2 separate regions of the Rattus norvegicus genome follow, and region 2 is linked to region 1. A link is a contact called in public Hi-C data. All regions are on one chromosome and are shown on one strand. The core of a region is the stretch at or near the end of the contact, and the rest is flanking DNA. Distances in the headings are between cores, read along the strand shown.

The links. A called contact is a pair of places that touch in the nucleus more often than the background predicts.
Region 2: a contact with region 1 is called in a Hi-C map of frontal cortex, with 3 times the contacts expected there. The contact joins the enhancer-like site here to the promoter of Strip1 in region 1. A contact is called at or near these places in 3 of 12 Hi-C or Micro-C datasets (Schwann cells, frontal cortex and prefrontal cortex).

What each region holds. Positions count from the first base shown.
Region 1 is chr2:197,954,925-197,959,035 of GRCr8, reverse strand. It overlaps Strip1 (striatin interacting protein 1), which reads left to right and starts at 2,521. Exons shown (of 21, transcript NM_001399218.1): 1 at 2,521-2,714. The coding sequence starts at 2,535. LOC134485949 (a long non-coding RNA gene) reads right to left here and starts at 2,710. Exons shown (of 2, transcript XR_010064385.1): 1 at 2,390-2,710; 2 at 811-1,179.
Region 2 is chr2:198,183,058-198,187,256 of GRCr8, reverse strand. No RefSeq gene overlaps it. Among named protein-coding and RNA genes, the nearest start is that of Eps8l3, 18 kb to the left of the region's middle. Within about 2 kb of position 1,271, at least 24 of the 93 cell types and tissues checked have an H3K27ac peak or open chromatin away from gene starts, as enhancers often do. A contact at or near this core is called in Schwann cells, where this site is marked.

The sequences.
Region 1 (4,111 bases), core at 1,272-3,771:
TTAAGTAAGAACGTCACTTTCTGGCACTCCTAAAAACTTGGGACTATCTGGAGATCCCCCAAGGCAGAAGAATTCAGCCAAATCAAGGTCTGACATCGAAGATGGCTTGTCTTCCTATTCTTAGGGCTTTCAAAGTTCCTTCTGTGACCTGGGAGATTGCTCAGTTAATAGAGACTTTATCTCGCCTGAGGCCCTGGATTATACAGACACACACACACACACACAGACACACAGACACACAGACACACACACACACACACACACACACACACACCTAGTCTCACATTCCATATGAAAAATTCCAGCAAATACAGTGAGTATTTACAGTGACATTGACAGGTCACCACTCTTGCTACATTTCTGTCAACAGTCAGGCCACATTTAGTCTTACCTAATTATCTTTAGAAATGGGGGAGACTGGTGTGCAAGGCCCTGGGTTCAATTTCAACTCCAGTAACACACACAAAGCTATTCCATCAAACTACACTCCTGTATCTGTAATCTATGTGTTTGGGGCAAAAATGTTGGCTTTTGCATCTCCACTCCACTAGTTCAGTCCATCAGGGATCTCAATTTACCCAACAAAGAGACAAATGAAGAAGGAGCTGGAGGTAGGGACAGGGAGAAAAAGGAGGAGGAGGAAGAGGAAGAGGAAGAGGAGGAGGAGGAAGAGGAGGAGGAAGAGGAAGAGGAAGAGGAGGAGGAGGAAGAGGAGGAGGAAGAGGAAGAGGAGGAAGAGGAGGAGGAAGAGGAAGATTACGACGACGACGATGACAACGACGACAACAACAACAAAACACAAAGATTTCGTTGATGTGCATTCCAGAAAGAGAAACATATAAAGGGTTTACTGTCTTTGGGGGAACTTACAAGAGCTTTAGGATTAAATAGAAGCACTGAGTTTGGGGTGAGGTAGGAATAATCAAGCCAACCTGGTCAGGTGTGGTCTGAATGATCATCCTCTTACGGGTGGCTTTACGAGAAGGTTGAAGTCCTTTTTGCTTGAGGGGACAAGCTGTTTCTCAGGAGGATTCTTTCTATTCCAGGGTGCACATGCCATGACAGAAAGAGCTGTCATCTGGAGATGCTCTGTCCTGTGAGGCTTTGCCACTCCTGATGACTAGAGGGTTGAAGCCAGCGACCGAGAATCTTTCACGTGCTTCTTGGGGAGGAAGGTTTCTGGAAGAGGACATTGTACAAACATCTTGGTTACTCCTATGTGTTTGGCACTCAGACATGAAGGAGAATGAGGTGTGATGCCAGTTTTTCGAGAATTGCTCCTTGAGTGAATATAGGGTGAGCAGGTAACTCAGAGAAAATGAGACAGCTACAAAATGAAGGCAGAAAAGCAAGGAGTTAATGCTTTCTAGCAAGGGTCATTTCTAAGAGATTATTAAACATACTCCACTTACCCCATGAGTTCTGTTATATTTTCATTTTCTGTTTTATTTATTCATTTCTCTCCTCCCATGTGAATGAAAACTCCACGAAGACTAGAATTCTAGTTTTGCTCATTATTATGTCCTTAAAGTATTTGTCAGTGGTTTGGGGACAGATACAAGTCCATACTGTCACCCTCAGCCCCACAAGGAATTCCCCTAATCCTTTAGGGACATCAACTCAGGCCAAACCAGAATCCAAATTTGGATTTTTGACTGTGTATGTGGTTTTTGTTTGTTTGTCTTTTGCCTGCGTCTATATCTTTGCACTATGTGTATGCCTCAAACCAGAACTTGTGTCTTGGAATTTCAAGCTTATCCATTCTGAAGCAGAGTTGGGACTTGTAGTAAAGATAATCTAACATAGCCTTTAGGCATGAGGGTTAGAAGAAAGGTGCTAAAAGGAAGGGAAGTAAGACATCCTAGAGTGTGGGGATCACCTCCCTAAGGGAGACTTTTCAGTTAGTATTAGCCATACACACCTTTTGGTGGTTCTCAAGTTATAAGGCTAAGAAATCCCAATTCCACTCCTGTGCATTTTGTCTCTTTTGATAAGTGAGATTATGAACGTGGCTCTAGAGGTACCTTGGATAGAATTATAATCTGATAAAGTAAAACCAGGAGTCCCTAGGGTTGCACAGGCGTTTCTTATATAAAGTCCTAGACTTTTCAGTTGGAAGGTGGGGGAAAAGCCACAACCAGTAGTTAATTGTACAGAAATTCTTTGCTAGTAAAACTCTTCAACTAGACCCATGAGTAAGGGATTCCTTTCTCTACTGATGTCTCCCTAATTTCCCCTTTCATCCTGCCTCACCTTGAACAGGGAGGGCCATTAAGTCTCACAGATAAAAAGACATCTAAAGGGGTTCCTGTGAGCCCAACCGCACGCCTCTGGCTTAGCTCCACAGGAAGGAGGGGAGGAGAAACTAAATGACAAAGAAGGGAAAGACCTCGGGAGGTGATTGGCAGCTGCGGCTTTCAACACACGCAGCCACACTGAATATGGCGATTGGGGAAATTTCCTGGAGGAAATCACGCGAGAGTTGCTTGACGGAGGCCATCCGCGAATTGAGCCGGGGGTGTGGAGCAGCCAAGATGGAGCCGGCAGCCGCCGGTCCCGGCCCTCTGATTGTGAACAACAAGCAACCCCAGCCGCCACCTCCGCCGCCGCCAGCTACCGCACAGCCTCCTCCTGGGGCGCCGAGGGCCGCCGGAGGCCTCCTGCCGGCGGGCAAAGCCCGCGAGTTCAACCGCAACCAACGCAAAGACTCGGAGGTCAGAGCTACAGGGGGGCGAGGCTGGCATCGGGCGGGTGGCAGAGGGGGTCCCGGGGCGGCATCCGAGACCAGCCGGACTTCCGGGTGGCATGACAGGGGGCTTACGAGCTGTCACTTGACTGAGAACCGTGCACTTATCGAGGCTGGCAGCCGCCACGGCCCCGGGGAGGAAAGCCGGGAGCCGTGTCACAAACTCTGCTGCGGCCCGGGGAGAAGATCCTGAAGCCGGGGACCGCGGGTCTGCCCTCGGGGGCGTGGCCTGAGGCACAGCCCTCCTGGGATGCAAAGTCGGTGGTCTGCTGGATTGTTAGCCCCTCATCGTTTCCGGCCTCTAATCTTAGGAGGGTGGTGGGCGACGCCGGGGACCCAGGAGAGCTTAGCCGGCGCTTAGGACAGAGCAGCTTCTCTCTCTGTGCTGCTCGGCCCCAGGTTATGAGAGGAGCCGAGAGAGCACACTGGCTTTCCCTCCGAATTTTAGTCAATGCAGGATCAAACCGCGGCCAGACGTTGCAAAGCATATTTAGTATGCCCAGTGAGCCCAGTGCTGAGCTGTTAAGGATTAGAAGTACACAAAGGGCGCAGGATTTCTCCTTCTTGCTAGTGAGCTGTGATTCCCTTTGCCCGCGCAGTCTGGAGCTATTCGCCTCACCCCAAGTTAAAATTCCTCCCACTGCTTCCGTTTGCAGAATTCATGAATGAACACACACCCCATCGTCGTCGCAGCATTTCAGGGCTTCTTAATCAGCACATTCATTCCCAGAGCGCTTACTATGCAATCTCCTCCACCTGAGACAATTTCCAGTGTGATGAGCAGCCAGGCACTTACTGAGAAGGAATTCCTCAAATTCAAATTTGATGCTCCAGCTCGTACCAGAGACTAAAGATACTGTCTTTAATCCTCTGAAATCAGTTCCTTTCAAGCATTTTGTTGTTGTTGCAGGCTCAACTTCTGATAAAACATGTCACAAATGAACAGAGTAGAGAGGATGAGCTTAGAGTGGCCTTTTTGAAAAAGATGAACCTTTTAGGAATCTTTTATTGTGGAATGGTGGAGGATCAGTGGTTACTTTCAGTGATCTCTCGAATATGGAGGAGTATCAAAGTTAAGTTTCTGAGACCTTTAATGGCCAGACTTGTTCAATTTTTTTAAAGAGGACCCTGAGAATTGAGCTACACCCTCAACTTTTTTTTTTTAAAGATTTATTTTATGTACACTGTCGCTGACCTCAGACACACCAGAAGAGGGCATCGGAGCCCATTACAGATGGTTGTGAGCCACCATGTGGTTGCTGAGACTTAAACTCGGGACCTCTGGGAGAGCAGTCAGTGCTCTTAACTGCTGAGCCATCTCTCCAGTCACCCAACTTTCTTTTTTAAACGTTTGAGTGGGCTGGA
Region 2 (4,199 bases), core at 22-2,521, 230 kb before region 1:
GTGACAGGGCTACAAGCCTATGGGAGGCCAGGGAGTGGAATGTGGTGGTTTGAATAGGAATGACCTATTGTTGGAGGAAGTGTGTCACTGTGGGTGGGCTTTGGGCTTCTAAATGCTTGAGTCAGGCCCAGTCTCTCTCTCTCTCCCGCTCCCTCCCTCCCTCCCTCTCTCCCTCCCTCCCTCTCTCCCTCCCTCCCTCCTTCCCTCCCTCCCTCCCTCCCTCTGCCTGCTGCTTGCAGATCTGGATGTAGAACTTTCAGCTCCTCTCCAACACCATGCCACATGCTTCCCGACACAAGGACAGTGAACTAAACCTCTGAACTGTAAACCAGCCCCAATCAAATGCTTTCTTTTATAAAAATTGCTATGGTTAGAGCCTCTCCACAGCAATAGAACTTTGACTAAGACATCTGCTTAAAAAAATATTTTAAAAGCTGGGCCGTGGTGGCACATGACTTAAAGCTCAGTACTGGGGAGGCAGAGGCAGGTGGATCTTTGTGAGTTTGAGGCTAGCCTGGTCTACAGAGCTAGTTCCAGGACAGCCAGGGCTACACAAAGAAACCTTGTCTCAAATGTATGTATAGGGAAGGCTACATGTCTGGGGATTTACCACTGACTCTTCCTGTCAGCCAGGAATAATTCTTGTAAGGTCAAGAGATCTAGGCATGATCAGAAACCTACCCTACAGCCACGCCACCTCTCTTGGAAGGATTCTAGCAGGCTGCACAATGAGGCCACTCAGGGCCAGTCGGGGGTGAGGCTAGAATATGGGAACGGTCCTTTCACAGCTAGACTGGGTCCTCCACGAATGTGCTCAAACCCTGAGCCTGTCCATACACACTCCAATGCGAGACTCGCCTTTGATATAGCTGAGATGAAGGCTGGAGAAGAGGCAAAACCTGAACCAGTCTTGAATATGGAAAGACCAAGCTCAGTGTTGGCAGAGAGCCAGCGCATGCAGGCTGGGGTCAGGCTTCGTGCATCAGCATGTGAAGGAGGAGTGATTGCTTGGAAAGGGACATTGGAGCTAGATCCCATTTTTCCAGGCCAGAGAGTTTAAACTCCATCCAAAAGGTCAAAATGAGAGCCTATGACAGTGTGCTGGGGTTGGGTGGGTTAATTTACAGAAAGTTCTGTCACCAGAGAAATGGTAGTTTCCAGTAATGGCCAGCAGAGGGCAGCTCTAACTCACATTTCCTTAGCCCCAAACCTGTTCAACATAAATCTAAGATCCTGGCCTGGCTCTTTAGAGAGGGAAGAAAAGCACCAGTTGGCAAAGGAAAAACGGGCCAGCTGTGCGCAGCTGGAGGAGAGGGATACTGGCCATTTATGGCCAGTTGAAGCGAGGTCAGGTGATATACCCCACATAGCCTACTTCCTTCCTAGCTGTACAGGCCTTTGGTATCCTTAGCCACTCTTTCCCTGTAAGGAAAATTACAGAATCCAATTGGTGTCTGAGTTTAGCTTCTGGGGGTTGCCAGTCTCTTTGGAATCAAACCAAACAGAAGAATTCATGTGGCTGAGGAGAAAGAAATGCAGGGCCTTTGATCTTTCCTTCCCTAAGAAGGTCGGGGGAATTGTCAGGATGAGGGGAAGGTGTTCTATCCTTGGGCATCTCACAGGTGCTTAGCCAGCCAGTTCTGTGCTAGGGGCCAAGAGGCAGAATGCCAGGTAAGTACCCCACCTTCCCAGACCCCCCAGTTCACACTGAACACCGTTTGACCCAGCTGATAGGGACGGAAGGTGATGTAGACGCAGGAGAAAGGACTGTTCCTCCTCTGGGCAGGGAGCTAGAGGTTTTGATGGAGGATCTGACATAGGAGGGAGGCACTGGAACGTGGATAGGGTTTTATCGGCTGAAGAGGGAAGAACAACCCTGACAGGACCCGCGTGAGCAGAAGCACCAGGCTGACTCTGCCTGCAGAGAACACTGATGATCTTGTCAATGAATATGGTTAGAGGTGCCTTTAAATAACCTTTGGGTGAACTTTGGGCCTCTGGCCAGTGTTAGTTCTCATCTTCAAACCACCTTGTGCTGTCACCGTCTCCACAGATGACAAGTCGGAAAATTAAAGCGACAGTCCTAGTAAGTAGCCCGGGAGCCTCGTAAGATGATGTTCCTGTTCCGGCTCATGTGACCCCACGGTGCACCTACTAGTTAGGGGGTATATGTGATGTGCATGGAGAACAAAGACATAGGTCTTTCTGTCCTGAGAGGGGTCTCCATTTTTGGCTTTTTCCTCTCTGCTGGAGCTATAAGATCTTCTGGCTAGAAACCCATCCTCAAAGAGCCGCTCATACGTGTATTTCTTTTTTCACACTTTTCCTTTACCTTTTTCAGAGGATTTCCTGTGTGAACTGTGCCCTTGTGGGCCAGAGTTTGGGTCCCCCGACTCCACCCCAGGCAATGTCAGTGGAGGAATGTATTCCATCCGATTGGCCTTGTAGGCAAGTCTGTAGGGCATTTTGTTAGCTAATGTTTTAATATTTGATGTGGGAGGAGAGCCCATCCCACCATGGGCAGCGGTATCCCCTAGGCAGGTGGTCCTGAGCTGTATGAGAAGCGAGCTGAGCAAGCCATGAGCCGTGGAGAGCACGCCAGTAATCAAGTCTCCCCCATAGCTCCTGCCTCTGTTGTGGCTTCAATTCCTGTTCTGACTTCCTCTGTTGATGGATTCTAATCTGTAAACCCAAATAAACAGGACCTTTCCTCTCCGAGTCGCTTCAGATCATAGCGTTCATCAAAGCAAAACAAAGCAAACTAATTTACCCTCCTTCCCCAGGAGCCGTGTCTGCCTGTTTATTTCTCTGTCTGTCCATCTGTCCACCTGCCTTTCTGTCCATCTAGAGTGAAGGTGCTGAGAGGACATGGCCCTCTATGACCTCTTGTCTAGACTTGTTCTTCTGGGGCTTCCCACCCCTGCTGAACACCTTCTGATCCTTGGTTGTGAGCCTAGCCTTTATGTGCTGAACCGTCTCTCCCTCCGCCCCTTCTGGGATTTGTAGTACCACCACCTCCCTGTTCAGCATCTCACACCATTCAGAATTTCCACCTTGGTCTGCTTGGGCTGTAAACAGGAAAGATTTGTTTCTCTAGATTTTGGAGACTGAGAAGTCTGCCATCAAGGCATCAGCGAAATTACTGTCTGCTGAGGCCTGCTCTCCGGTTCACACATGGTGCCTCTTGCTGTGTCCACGTGGGGCAGAAGGTATTCTGTAGTTCCTTGGAGTATCTTCTAATGCACATGGTCACCTCACAAAACCTCCCCTTCCTGATGCCACTGCCTTTGGGACTAGAGTTTTAGGATAGTGAAAATAATTAAGCTAGAGCATTTTGTGATACCCTCCCCAAGCCCTAAATGTGTGTCATTCTCAAGTACAAAATTCATTCATGGGTTTGGGGATTTGACTCAGCGATAGGGCGCTTGCCTAGCAACCGCAAGGCAACGGTTTGGTCCCCAGCTCCGAAAAAAAGAAAAGGGAAAAAAAATTCATTCATTTTATCCTAATAGCCTGGAATATCTTAACTAATGCCAGTAGCAACTAAAGTCTAAGTTCCAGGCTTTGACCAATCAGATATAAGTATATCAGGTGTAAGATTCAGGTATAATTATTCTGCACATGTGCACACACACACACACAAACACACACACACACACACACACACACACACACACACACACACACACGGGGGGGTGATTATCTTCTGTGACTTGACTTTACAGACTTCAGACTGGGCACTGCCTATGCTGTGTTACTAAGGAGTTGTAGCTGCGACGTTGTGGCTCTCCTAGGCTGGAATTGCTCCTGACAATTTGTGATCTTGACAGCTCACTGGTCTGAGACCTTGGGTGTTTCCCCCAATCCCATGGCTCCCACTAGACACTGCCCTGGTGAAGACTGCCTGGGTAAACAAAATTATTACAATCACGGTAAATAATGTAACAGCAGAGAAGCGTATGTAAAAATTCAGAGCATTCGACCTACTCTGCTTTTATCCTGTCCCCACAGGTTCATGCCTCAAGATTTGCTTAGCCTAACATACATCCCTATATAAACAAGAATATGTATAGCTACATGTCAATCTATGTAATAATATTTATATATATTTCACACACACACACACACACATGCATGCACACACGCGCGTGCGCGCACATCACTGAAGGCATCTTATTTTGTAGCCTGTCTCAGTTAAC